Linked DNA regions of Rattus norvegicus: regions 1 and 3 are each linked to region 2. Evidence: chromatin contacts called from public Hi-C data. All regions are on one chromosome and are shown on one strand. The core of a region is the stretch at or near the end of the contact, and the rest is flanking DNA. Distances in the headings are between cores, read along the strand shown. Region 1 has its middle 85 kb from the start of Rpl29l5. Region 2 holds the start of Adgrb1 (adhesion G protein-coupled receptor B1). Region 3 holds the start of Mroh5 (maestro heat-like repeat family member 5).

Region 1 (4,542 bases), core at 1,230-3,729, 510 kb after region 2:
CACGTGTAGTGTCCCTCATCCCCTGGAGGGGGAGGGGGAGATGAGCAAAGAACCTTTCAGGCCTTTGCCACCAGACAAGTAAAGGATAAAGAGGCAAGGGAGAGTCAGGGACAGAGCAGAGAAACAGAGAGAATGTGCCAGTACAGAGTCACCGGAAGAGTGAGGGTAGCTGACAGCAGGCGATGAAGCCAGAGCATTCGCCATACCTGTGCCTGCTCTGTTGTGAATCTGGTGATGAGCTGACATCTGTGTCCTCTCTTCACAGCTTGACAGACTCAAGTCCAAGGATAGTGTGCTGGTGCTTTGTGCAGACACACACACACACACACACACACACACACACACACACACACACACACTCTGAGTACCTCAGTTCCTGGATCCGACTGCCACACAGGGAGTCACCTTGAAAGACATGGGTTTGTCCCAGGGATCTGTTTCAGGCCAGAGACTCCTCTGGTAGTCATACTGTGTGAGCCTGGGCACTGCTTTGGTGAGGAGAGCTTTGACTACAGTGATGGGCAGGGCAGGGCAGTGAGGGCAGGCAACCCTTTGAATGCTAAGAGAGAGTCCTGGGTTCACTTTATCACCCTGAAACCTATACTTGTCTGACTGTCACTCAAAGCAGGACTTGGAATCACAAAGAAAAAGACTTGTCACCTGAATGTTCCAAGGCCTACTGCGTGAGGGGTGCAGATATAGTCTTTGTCTTGTTGTCACCACACCTTGCCCCTGATGGGCCCATTGGAAGTTGGTTCTGCCCAGTGTGCAAGGGCTGAAGGGGGATGAGATTGCATGACTACCCATCCCTCCAGGAGATCAGAGCACCTTAGAATCTGCCCCCCAAAGCACCCCATTTCTTCTGCCACCACCTCAGCCTTGTCTTGACTTCCTGTCTCCAGCCTCACTCCTCCCAGGGATCCTAAGGAAGCTACCAAAAGCAGATCAGAGCCTCTTGTGGATGCTGAGAACCAGTCTACTCCCCAGCTTCCTGCCCCGTTTACTCCCACCCACTCCTTCTTGGAGCTTCGCACACAAATCTACCCTGAGGGAGGCTTGCCCCTAGTACCCTGCTTACAACAGAGATCCATCCCAGAGCCAAGGTTATTGCCCTTGCAGGCCATCATGATCCAGAGAATGAAACCTAGGCACTGAATCCTGCCAGCATCCTGGAGCCTTCACTGTGGCCCTTCCTCTGGTCCTGACAGAAGACAGCTTCACCACTATCTTCCTACTCAGACCCCCACAATCTCCATTTGAGGGTTCCTCCCTCATAGCTGGAGACCCTGCCCAAACGCCAACTCACTCCATCAGCCAGCAGTAGTTAATGAGACCATCCACATCGAGGCATGCAGGGAAAATGAACACAATGGAGCAGGCAGGTGGACCGGGCACGTTGGGCCAGGTGTGCAGATACACCAAGGGTTTTGCAACAATACAAGGGAGTGTCCACCTTGATCCTTGTTCCAAACAATGAGCTTTGTACAGCCAGAAATCGAATCAGAGGGAGAGTGGGCAGGAAGTCCAAGGAGGAGGATGGCTTTTGTCCCCAGAAGGAACAATGGTGGCAGAGGTTCAGGGAGGCAGGGCTGGCAGCTGCTGAAAGGTTGAGACCACTTTGTATACACATAACAAACCTTCATGATGTCCCAGCCAGGAAGAAGGTAGCAGGGTAAAACCTTGAGGACTGTACCTAGATGGAGCTAGATAGAAAAAGATATGGACAGAGGCCAGATTACCAAAAGCTCTGTCATGAGTGTGGGAGACTGAGCAATCCCAGAAGGGCCCTGCCCTAAAATCTAGGCCAAGAGAAAGCTACCCCAAGACTCAGGCCCTTGTTTGCAGTGACCACTCATTTCTACATATTGCGTTGGGTAACCCAGCAGACCCGAGTTCTGGGACTACACCCAGCCTGGCACTTCATTGCAACCCTGCAGGAGGAGTTTTGTCCTCAACCAGTTTCTTCCGGGTACCCAGAGACCTGAGGCAGAGCCCAGTGCCCCGCAAACTGCTTCCTCCACACCTACACCCAGACCCAGCACAGACCTCTATGGACCAAGAGTGGATGCCAAGGACAGGGGCGGATCTTGGAACAGGACCAGAGCAACCACAGCCCAGTGTCCATTGAGAATCTTCACCCCTGTACTGCCCCTGGGGTGCAGCTTACTCTTACAGAAGCTGAGTAGGAAATCATACTGTCTCTGACTTCAAAAAACACTTTGAAAACTGAAAATTACTACCAAGCTATTAATACAGTTTATCTGCAGGCGCCCCATGTTGTAGATAAAGCGCTTTGACCTTCCCAGTACCCTGAAAAGAAACCGTGGCAAGTCATTTCACTGCCAAAAATCACAGTTCCCCAGCACTCAGTCTTATTCCCAAGGTCAAACGTGAGGGGAGGCAAGGCTGGCCCAGGCCACTGTGGGCCTGCTGGGGCCCCATCCACCCACTGACACCTGCAGGTCCTCCGAGGAATGATCATATCCAGCACCCAGCTGAGCCCGCACCTTCCCGGCTCCTCTTTCACAGCCTGGGTAATTGGCACAAGAAGCACAAATACTTTGTTCAAATGCTGGGAAGTGGAAAATTTTCTAATCTGTCAGGCAAAAATCTCCCTTTCTCCTTCTGCTTTTTCTCCCGACAGGAAAAGGCTGCATTTGGAGCCCTTCAGATGCAGATGTGTGAAGACTTTGGAAGCGACAACTGGGGGACTGAGCGTCTTCTATTGATTGGAAAAACACAGCCCCGGCCCTTCCATATCACAAGTAGCATTTTTCTGGGTTTGAGCAGGAGGAAAGCCAGCCGCGGGGCCTCAGCGCCCCCTGTGAGCCAGAGACGGTATTGCAATGGGACAGGGACGGGCCAGAAGAGGCAGACCCTGAAGGATAGGGAACAGCAGGTGCACCCACCTGGTTTTCATCGACTGGAGCTCTTGCGAGCATCAGTTCACCTTCTCTGTCTGCAGCTTATGGCTGCTCAAACCTACTCCTGACCAACATACATGCCCAACCTCCCAAAGTCAATTAGGAAGTAAGATTGTCACTGTAAAATTGGGGCATAGCCTTGTACCCTCCAAGAACCTTACGAATGAGCTGTGTGACTTGAAGGCCAGAGGCTTCTCAATGCACCACCCGCCACTCCCACCCCACCTCATAGCAGGTACTAGAACGTAAGAGCCAATTTGAGGACCACATCACAGAACATCTGAATGTTTCTGCCTGTACCAGCCTCCTTGCATTTGAAGGATGTTCAGAGCCCCTCCCTGATGCCTTCGAGTCCCACCAGTGACAGAAAGGGCCACACAACACTGAAGACAAAAAGATGTCCCTCATGTGAAGAGGTTTGGTCCATGCCATCTCCTGGAACATATGACCAGGGTCCTTTGATGTGAGCTCCTATCTTTGTGGCTCTGCCACAATGTCGCCTGCTCATTTGCATATGTGGACAAGCAGAAATAGAATCCAACTGTGTCAATCTCCAAGCTGAAAGAGGGGTTCTCTGCAATGGTGCATCCCTGGGGGAGATGCAGGAGAGTTCAGGAGCAAAGCAGGTGACAGAAAATCACACGGCTGTGCCAAAGAGGGGCTGATGTCTGCTGTCTGGACGTAGTGCCCATCTGGCCCCACCATCTCCTGAACTACTTGCCCTCCCCCACCCCATATCTAGGGCCACCAATAGCCAAGGACACAGAGTTAGGGTCAAGAGGCGAAGTGGTTCCTCTTGACATAGCATGTGGACCTGGACCAGCCAGCTGTACCTTTGAAGAACTAGGTGTCTATCTCTATAAAGTGAGGCTCTATCAGAACGTGTGTGCTGGAGATTGGAATAGCCAGCGTATGCCTCTCTCTGTACCCCTGAGGCATCCTTGGCTCCCTCATGGCAAACTAGGCTCAGAGAGACCACATCATGCAGGGTCTAGACTGCCGTCCTCTATGGCTCTGTAGTCAAGAATTGCACATTACCATGGCAGTCTGCCTTTCTTCCAAGGGGTATTCAAAATATTCCCAGTTCTTTATCTCCTTCTAAATGGCTTCTCGCAGAACAGACAGCCAAGGACATCTCCAGCCTTCTGCTTATTGACAGAGAACAAGCCTGGAGTTGCAGGCATGATGATCAGAGTGGAGTCCCAAATGGATGAGGAGTGTCTAGTTAACCTTTGGGTAACATCTGTGTACAAGGCCAAGGACACCACAATACCAGGAGGAGGGAGATGCATGAAACACTGCCAGACAAAGCTTAAAACTAACCTTGCCTCTCCACCCTGAGTCCGGTGAGTGAATCTGACCCAAGCTGGGGATGGAGGGTATGTCACTCAAAAGGCCATGAAGGAGAAGGCCCCAAGAGGAGATGGGAGACCTCAGGGGAGCAGAAACTCCCATCTGGGTGGCTGGAAGGGCAAGGGGGCTGTGAGAATCCCAAGTGGAAAGTAGAAGGGACTTAAGTTCCCTGCAGATGTGGCTGCTCCCTGGGCTGCGGCTCTGTGGGAGAAGAAGCATAAGAAATAAATCCAGTGAGGCAGCATGAGCAGATGGACTCACAGCT
Region 2 (4,788 bases), core at 1,055-3,554:
CCCGGCGGCGTCCGAGAGCAGAGTTTTGAGGCCACCCGCGGTTGAGAAAGGAGCAGCTACCTCCTCGACCTCCCTTGCTGCTGCGGCTGCTGCAAGGGTCTCAGAGAAATGGAAGGCTTGAAGGTTCTGGGAGATGTTAAATTCGCTTTCTCCGATCCTAAATACGGGATATTGCCTCTCAGATAAAGAAAAAGGACCCCAGCCTCTCTCCCCACGCCTCAGCCTGCTGTTTTGTGTCCCTGCAGTAGCTCCCACGAGGGGCGTGTGTTTATGGCTACAGAACATAGAGGGTCTCCTTGGGCCCCCAGGGTGCAGACGCGCAGACCTCCCAACCCCCTCCCCAACACGTATGCGGAGCGGCTCCTCTGGGGCGGGAGTGCGCGCCCCGTGCCCACCCACGCGCCTTCATGCCTTTCAACTCCCTCCGAGTTGCCGCTAAGGAATCTGCGCCCCAGACCCAGGGGAGAGGAATGTAATGGGGACTTCAGGGAGGGAAGGGGTGCAGGAGGAGTGGATTAGGGTTGGGCTAGTCTTAGCCCAGTCCGCGCGCTCCGAGAAACTTGGAAGCCCAAAATAAAAGTGGAAAGGGTAAGGGTGCCCAACAGGCCACAGAGGGTGCCAGGCTGGTGCAGCCCTCTGTGTTGCCTGGGAGTGACCAAGCAGGAGCCACCGCGGCCAGGCGTAGGGACCCAAGCACAGAGCCGCAGCCTCCGACCAACCCTCAAGCCACCTAGCTTCGCTGCGATTCTCCATTCAGCCGCCCACCTCCCTGGGGCCCGGGATAATTTCTGTTCTGCTTAGGCTGCTCAGAGCACCAGAGCAAAGGGCTCCCAGCCGGATCCGGAGCCCTCAGAATTTCAGGAGGGGGCGGGGGCCATGCTCATTCCTAGAGGCAGCAGCACGCAGCTCCGAAAGAGCGCAGCGGCGGAGGCTGGTGGCCTCTGCCCACTGGAGAAACGTAACCGGGAGTGCTCGGTGCCCAGCCCCGCTGCTTCGGTCGGAGAGGGCAGCGGGCCGACCTAAAGTTCAGGGCAGCCTATCTGCGCCGCCTGTCCAACCGAACAGAAAAGAACACCGGGAAGGAACGAGCTAGGGCGTATGCGCGTGTCAGTTGTGATGGTGGGGGCGCGAGGACAGCCCTTTTTCCGAATTTGGAGATAAGCCTCTGGGGGTCTCCTCTGCCATTGTCGGGTCTGTAGGTGAGAGCTGTGACGGGAAGTCTGGGGGCTTTTCTGCCCGCCTCCAGCTCTGTGCTGGGGGTGGGGGTGAGATGCAGCGGGGCCCTATAATATATGTAACGGGCTCTGGGTAAGATCAGGGAATGGGAGACACATTGGGTTGTCTCTTGCGAGTCTCCTTGGGCCGGCATAGGGAGCCAGGTGGGGCTCCCTCAGACCCCTGCTAGCATCTCTGTGGTGTCGGAGCACCACGGGAACGCCTTCCCCAGCGCGCCCAGGGTCTGTGGGGGTGATAGAGCAGAGGGTCCTTCTGCTCAGCCTGCCAGGTTGGCCCGGCTCTGCCTGGTAAGGATGAGGGGGAGGTGAGGAGCACCAAGAAGCCTCTCCCACGTCCAGGGTGCCCCCTCCTCAGCCCGCCCAATGCGGGAGCGCAGGGACCTGCCAGATTCCATTGCCTCCGGTGGAAGAGGAAGGGGGCTGGGGGAATGGGGCTGGGGGTGGGGGTGCGGCTGTTCAAACTCCCGAGCTCCAAGCCTAATCCTGAGAGCTGCGAAGCCCCAAACGGCGAAGTTGGGAAGTCCGGGAGGCCACCCCTCCTCCGACCCCCTCCCAGAGCGAGACGCCCCCTTTCGCCGCGCCCCCACCCCCTCCGGAGCCTCTCTTACCTTCCCCAGCAGCAGAGGCCCCACGGGCGAGCAAGGACTTGATCCAGCGACTTGCAAAGCCCCCGGAGCGCACCGCGTCGCCAGCCGCCGAGCCGCGCGCCCGATCCGAGCTGGGGCTACTGTCGCTGCCGCCCCCGACTCTCTTTGGGCCCCGCCGAGACGTTCCCAAGAGCGCACCCGCGGGCGCTCTCAGGCTCCTCCCCACCCCCTGCCTGGCGGAGCCCCCCGGGCGCCAGAGGGGTCCAGATGCCCTGGCTGCGGGTTGTGCTAGGCGCGCGGGCCCGGAGTCGGGCCAGGACGCGGCGCGGACGCTTGTGCCGCCGGCTCGCCCGCTCAGCTCGCTCTGCCGGGGCCGCCGCCAACGCCGCGCCCGCCGCCGCCGCCGCCACCACCGCCTGCGCCCGCCGCTCCCTCTCCGGCCGCGCCGCCGCTCCGGTCCTCTCGCCTGCCCGGCTCTTCTCGCCTTTTTTCCCTTCCTGAGGGGGGGGGGAGCGGAGCGGAGCCGGGGGCGGGGCGGCGCGGGCAGAAGGAGGAGGAGGCCGAGGACGCGGAGAAGGAGGAGGAGAGAGGCAAGCTGCTCCCCCGCCCGGCTGCCGGCGCTCCCCAATCTCTCGGTCTTTGAAACTGGATCCCGAATCGGGAGCCAGAGACTGCATTACGGATTACATCAGGCTTTATAGAGCTTCCAGATCACACATTAGAGGGGGAGCGCGAGCGGGGGGCGGGCTGGGGGGGAGGGGAGCGGGATCACGGAGAAGGGGTGCGACGCTCAGGCGCGCGCACCTAAGACAGCCGACTCCTGCCCCACGCAGCAGGAAAGCCAAGAGTTGGGACTGTGCTCTCCTCCAGGAGCAGGAGAGTGGCTGCATCTGGGTGACAAGTGGTGGACCAACAAACAAATGGATGGAGAAGAGGAGTTAAGGGCTGTGCACAGACCTGTAGGTGTGTGGGTGGAGGAGGCAGGTGAATGTAGGTAGAGGCTGTTGGGAAGGTAGATGTATGGACAGATAGCCGTCAGGGTCAGGGTCGGTGGTGGAATTGCGGAGGCGGGTGAGGGTGAGCAGGACTGGGAAAAAGTGGATTTGGTGGGTGGTACTGTGGGGTGGGCCATGCAGAAGAAGGATGATGCATGCATAGGTGGATGAGTGGGTGGGTGGGTTGGATGAGTGATGGGTAGAGATGGAGTCAGAGGCAGGGACTGGGGCCCTTCCAGGGGTGGGGCACTGAACGGCTTCAGTTGGGTCTGACCCGTCTAGACTAACCTAGGGGAGGACCTCTTGTCCTGTGATGCTGAGAGGAGGGGAGCCCGCCAGGGACAGAGTCAAAAGGAGGTGGGTTTGAAAGTGTCCCTCCATGCCAGTTTCCACCCAGGGGTGGAGGGAGGCCTACTCAGTTGCTTGTCTCCCATCATAAGATCCCTTGTGCCTCCTCTGTTAGGGGCCCAAAGGGGTCCCTCTCTATGGGGCATGTGCACCCAGCAGTGCACCGGATCCATACATCCCAGGATAGCAATGAATGTGACCCAACACATTTGTAGGCCATGATGCCATGTTCCAATGTCAAAAGTTTCAACACTCCAGGGTCTAGACTGACAAAAAGTCCTGGAACCCTGGTCTCAGGAAAGCTGCCATGTGTCCTTCTCCACCAGGATGCTTCTGCATCAAACCCCTTGCCCTCCTGTTCCACAACTTGTGATCCGCCCTGAATTCAAGACCTTTTGTACAGGGTCCACTACTTTGCACACTTGGGCAGATCACTGGTACCACTGCTACCCAAGAACACATCTGATCCAGATGTTTGCATTTGTCCTCAGGGACATTTGTCAACGACAATGCAAACTCACACTCACTGTCAACACTCTTTCTGCCCGGTGTCAGGACCCACACTGCTGTCCTGTAACCCCAGCCAAAGCATCTGATTGGTGCCTTCCATCAACGTCACAGTCAACACTCTTCCTGCAACTAACTGTGTGTGTGTGTGTGTGTGTGTGTGTGTGTGTGTGTGTGTGTGTGTGTGTGTCGGGGAGCACCTCAAGTCAATTAGGCACCCAGGTACTGAACATGTTATTCTGCATACCAGTTACTCCAGCAAGGCCTCAATTTGCAGGATGTCCTGAGGGACTGAGAGCAGGACCACATTAAATCCAGCAAGGTCCTTCCCAGCCTATCCTATTCATCAGTATCGAATTCATCTAGGCTTCCTGAGAAATGCCCTTCTTCCCAAGGTATTTGAAATCACAGAAAGGAGGCAATATCCCTCCCAGGAGGCCTCTCACGACCCTCATCTGCTCCTGCTGGGCCTCTGAATTTTGCAGCCCCTTGAGTTTAGTTAGCCCTGCTTTGGCCTTCTTGTTGCAGTAACAGCCTGTGGTCACCAGGGGGCCTCTGATATCAGGCCAAGAGGCAGCTGAGCATCAGTGAGGCTTTGAGTCAGGATCCAAGCGCTTTCCACACTTGTTTCTTGCTGATAAGAGAGGGTAGCAGAAGTCCCTGGCAGGGATATGGGGATTTGGCCTGGAGACTCTTGGGGCAAGGTTGAGACATGTTGACCTGAGACAGCAGGGCAAAGAAGTCTCTCTTCCCAGATTGTAGCTTCTTGGGCATAAGGGGCTAACCGTTCCTCTCCCTGTGTGGGAGCTTACTCTTGCCCTTTCTGTACTTTTCCCTCACCAAAGTTTATGATCCAGAGTCTGGTGCAAGGTAAGACCTCAGTGGGGGCACCCTTATGTCTTTGCAGTGAGAGAAATGGAGACAGGGAATGCCACTCTGAAGCAGTCACACACCAGCAGACTCAGTTGTCCTGGTCCTCCTGTGATACCCCCTCCACCAGACACAACTAACTTGAAACAATTCCTCCAGCCACATTGCTTCAGGATCCTACAACTCTAAGTGAGGGCATTTGCTACCAATTAACAAGCAGTAGCTCCTTTCCCAATACCCACAGTA
Region 3 (4,397 bases), core at 934-3,433, 670 kb after region 2:
TCATTACAATTACCTGATCACTCAACCCCTCCTGTGGTTCAAGCTCACTTGAGCTTGGTCTCCTTAGCCTGGCAGAACTCCTGTTGCAACCTTTGACCCTTGCTGCCTCTCCCTGGAATTGCCTAGCCTTTGCCTACAAGATCTCTGCCTTCAGCTTCCTTCCCTACCTACAAGGCAGGCTCTTCCTTTCCCTTTCTTAGCTCAAGTGCCACCCCCTCCAAGAGGCTTTCACACACTGCTTGAAATAGAGTTTGTACCGCTATGCTATTTCTCATGCCATCTCCTTGCGATGTTTAACTTCCTATTTGATAACTCATTCGGGAGTCTTGGTGCTCTATAGTCCCACATTGGACTATGGAGGTCTGCCTCTGAGCTCTCAACCAACCACATGCCTTTGAAAACTACTTGGAAAAGAAATTTCTAGAAAGGTGAGGTTAAAAACACAAAAGGCCCAAACTGCCCCCCCCAATTTTTCATTATTATACTGTAATCATAAAGTGAGCCTATCACTGCTGAGAAAGAGGAGGCTCATGGTCCATCCCCGCAGGGCAAGCTGACCTAGGGGACTTAGTGTCCTGGAGGACTTCTCCCAATGAAGAGGCAGGGAGCTTCCTGTCCCTGGGAGAGTGGCTTTGAGGAATGCCCCAAAATGGCTGGGAGAGGGGTTGTTTGTTTTGGGTTTTGCAGAACCTGAGGAGGCTGGCCTCCAGTTGCCCCCAGAGTGCTCTGCCTCACCTCCATATCCCTTCTTGGCTCAGCTGGCTTCCTTGACACCCTGCCTGTGTTTGGGGGATAACTAAATATCTAAGGGCTGCTTTTTAAGGAGCCTAAACAGCTAATAGACCGTACGGACAGACAAACGCTAGCACACAGTCAAGATGGATGCTGTCTCATTAGGAATCAAACATCGTCATGAAGATGCTGTTGGGCATCTCTGTACAGTTGAAGAGAAGATCCTCAAGGTGGGAAGGAGCCCTAAGCAGAAGTCAGAGTTCCCGGCCAGTGCAGGGGGGGAGGAGGAGGAAGAGATCCCCTCTTCTGTAGCACTAAGCTGTCTTTGGTGCTGTGCTGTGCCCACCTCATACTCTTCTTCTCTTCTCCCTCCTCTTCTTCTTCCTCCTCCTCCTCCTCCCTCTTTTTCTTCCTCCTCCTGTCCCTGCTTCTCCAACACATCCCCTAAAGTGAACATTCCATCTAAGTTGTTCTGCCAAGAATTGGATTTTTTTTTCTCCCAGCACTAGGAAATTATAAATAACTCCTGTATTAGAAGAAACAAACAAAAACAGAAGCAACATCTCTGAGTCCAGATGCTCTTGTGTGGGAACGGGCCTCCAGCGCACCAGCCTCTCTACGCCAGGAGCCCAAAGCCCCCAAGCAGGATGGAGCCCCGTCCTTTCACTAAAGGCCAGTTGGCCTTACTGCTTGATATCACACGATGTAGAGAAGTCACCAGAGCCAGGCAGTCCCTCCTTGCTGCCCACCTACTGTCGACACAGACTTCTGCCTCAAATGAAATTTTCTCAGATTTTCAAGGGAGTAGTAGACACCATTCTTCTGGGAGGGGACAGAGAGGAAGGCAGGCTGGAGACTGTCAGAACTCCTTCCTGACACTGCCTCTCACATGCGTTCCCCGCTGCTTACACTCTACCCCTGTGCATCCTTAGCGGCTGCCATAGAAAACAGAGACGCTGAGGCACAAGGATGGTCAGCATCCAGCTACTCCTTGGAGGCCAGACAGTCCACACCAAGTGAGGTCCAGTAACTTCCCATCCTGGTGCTGAGCAAGAAAGACAGCTGGGAGGTGGAGACCTGACCTCCCACCTTTCCCCGGGATCATCTCATTCTAACAGCCTGACAAGGGTCACCTTTTCTACGTGACTCTCAGACTCACTAGGCAGTTGAGATCGTGCAGGCATGGTGTCCCGTGCCCCCTCCCCGGCTTCCCTGGCGCACGGTGCAGGAAGAGGCCCGATGCGGGGACCAGAGAGGCAGAGGCTTTATTCGCTGTCGCGGGCGAGGGTGCGCCAAGCAGGACGGCCAGCTTCAGAAGGGAAGGCGGCGGCGGGCGCCAGCAGCACCAAGCCCGGTGGCCGACCAGCGCCCGCATAGCTCAGCGCCAGGCGCTCCAGGCGCCGCTTGCGCTCGGCTGCCTGCGCCGTGGCGTGCAGGGGTCGCAGTAGCGCGGGGGGCGGTGCGCCGGGGCCGCGCAGCAGGAAGTCGAAGCCCGCGCGGTCCCGCGGGTCGTAGAAGAGCGGCCCAGTGGCTGGGTCCGGGCCTGGCGGCCAGGAGAACGGGAAAGGCAGCGTGAAGTCCTCGGTGAGCACGCGGATAGCGAAGTCGTCCTCTTTGCCCAAAGCGCGGTAGGCGCGCCCGATGCCACGGAAATGCGCCTCCCAGAGCTGCGCGTCGCCGCCGTAAATGTCAGGGAAGCGCGGCGCAGGGGGCGCAGCCGGACCTGCGGCGGGCGCGACAGTCAGCAGGGGGTGTCCCACGCTTGTCCCCGGAGTGAGGAGGCTGGGGGACATGGAAGGAGAGGCCACTCGGCCAAAAGAACCAGGTGAGGGCCACTGGGGAGTGAGAACTGGGCTCTATCTCAACACCGAAAGGGGGCCTGCCTCCATCCCTGACCCCTCTCCTGCCTCCTTGTCACCTCTCCCTCCAAAGGGAAAGCTATCCACTTTCCTGAGAGCAGACTGTGGAGGCCTGCAAGGTCCTAAAAGTATGGAAAAGTCAGACCGCTGGGCGGAAAGTTCAAGATGGGGAGGAGGCTAGTTAGCCAGGAAGCCCAGGATAGTAGGATTCACCCAGCAGGTGGCGGCAAGCAGCAGTTGGGGCAGGACATGTCTGAGTCACTGAACAAAAGCCACGCTAACTACTGTGAATACATCAGACTGTGTGCCTGGTGGTGTGGGTCTTCAGCTCGGTTACCGTGAGGAGGAAGTAAGGGTAAGGAGAGTGGAGCTCTCAGGTGGAGATATGGGGTTACAGGAACCTGGCAGGACCGCAGATGCTGGTCCCCAGATGCTGGTCCCCAGGACAGGACGGAGGCCAGTCTCAGTCTCAGACTGGAAAATATGTGGGTTCCCACAATGCAATGGGGGTCAACATCCATTTTTGCTACAGGCAAAGGCCTAAGGAGAGGAAAGTCATGCGGGAGGGCTCAGTAAACCCACAGAGTGCCACACGGATGCCCAGGAGCCTCTGTTATCTTTCTCACATAGTGCACTTACTGAGCTCCTGCTGTGCGCAGTCGGCTCTGGGCTAGGTACTGTTTGTAGCCATGGGCCAGACAGCAAAGCCCGTTCTTCCACCTTCGTAGATAAACAAATGCCTTCTTGAGTCAGAACCTTGGGCAGGATGCGGGGTGTTATGCCAGGAGGAGAGATGAACTGGAGGTGACCCACCTAGCCCAGTGGGGAGAGACAGGTCTGCAGATGGTTTGAGATGCACAGGCAGGACCTGCAGGGCCACACCCTCAGTCTACAGCTCAGAGGGCCAATGACATCCCTGCCCCTATCCCCGCAGCCTATCCTGCCTCCCTGGCTGCCTTGGAAGTCCTGTCATACTGCTCAGTACCAGGGCGGGGTGCAGCCACAGAAGGGAGCACAGGAAGTTCTCTGAGGGGCTGGTAGAGACAAGTTTTGGAGAAGTGAGGACTGCAGTAGGTCCTGGGAGAGGAGACAGTGACTCCATCACAGCCCTGGGCATGGACAGGGTGGTTTTATCAGGCCACCGTTGTACCAGGTGAGTATACTTATAGAGGTACAGTAGGGAGAGCAGCAGGGAGACTAGTAACATAGCAGCTGCCTCTGGTCCGGGTGAAGCCGCTGGGGCCAGGACAGCAGGGAGAAGAGCCCTGCTTCTGAAGATATCTTAAAGTTAGTGTGGAGACGTGGAGTGGAGCTCTGTGGAGGAGGGGAAATGCGGGCTACCACTTGCTAGAGAAAGGCAAAGCTAAAAGAGAAGCAACCAAGGCCTGAGAATGGAGAGTTTGATTTGGAACGGGTTGGGTTGTAGCCTTCAGATGGGCCCATGGAGAGCACAGCTGGCTGGAGACAGACTTGGAGAAATGGGATTTAGAGCAATCACCTGAGGAGGGAGGGGAGGAGGAAGGGAGGAGGTAGAGAGAAATAGAGGGGGGAGGGGAGTGCAGGAGAGGGGAGAGGAGAGGAGAGGGGGGAGGGGAGTGGAGAAGAGATCCAGAGCAAAGCCTGGGGCCATCTGTCCTTGCCAGGTCAGAGAGAGAAGCCAGTGAAGAGACCAAAGAGAAGACAGTGATATAGGAGGAGTGTGGGAGACTCTGGAAGCAGATAGGGCTGAGTCACGTGCTACCAGTGGGTCACATCAAATGAGGCCTGAGAATTGGCCTCAGATTTAGCATCACGGAGGACATCAGT

The links. A called contact is a pair of places that touch in the nucleus more often than the background predicts.
Region 1: a contact with region 2 is called in a Hi-C map of liver, with 12 times the contacts expected there. The contact joins the enhancer-like site here to the promoter of Adgrb1 in region 2. A contact is called at or near these places in 10 of 12 Hi-C or Micro-C datasets (the A7r5 cell line, Schwann cells, frontal cortex and 5 more) and 1 of 1 datasets of contacts at active chromatin or transcription factors (oligodendrocytes).
Region 3: a contact with region 2 is called in a Hi-C map of prefrontal cortex, with 3 times the contacts expected there. The contact joins the promoter of Mroh5 here to the promoter of Adgrb1 in region 2. A contact is called at or near these places in 2 of 12 Hi-C or Micro-C datasets (frontal cortex and prefrontal cortex).

The regions. Positions count from the first base shown.
Region 1 is chr7:107,777,463-107,782,004 of GRCr8, reverse strand. No RefSeq gene overlaps it. Among named protein-coding and RNA genes, the nearest start is that of Rpl29l5, 85 kb to the right of the region's middle. Within about 2 kb of position 2,479, at least 7 of the 93 cell types and tissues checked have an H3K27ac peak or open chromatin away from gene starts, as enhancers often do.
Region 2 is chr7:108,291,334-108,296,121 of GRCr8, reverse strand. It overlaps Adgrb1 (adhesion G protein-coupled receptor B1), which reads right to left and starts at 2,304. Exons shown (of 31, transcript NM_001170597.3): 1 at 1,844-2,304. It overlaps Tsnare1 (t-SNARE domain containing 1), which reads left to right. Exons shown (of 16, transcript XM_063264465.1): 2 at 802-996; 3 at 1,792-2,278.
Region 3 is chr7:107,624,685-107,629,081 of GRCr8, reverse strand. It overlaps Mroh5 (maestro heat-like repeat family member 5), which reads left to right and starts at 2,183. Exons shown (of 30, transcript XM_039080228.2): 1 at 2,183-2,557. The coding sequence starts at 2,385.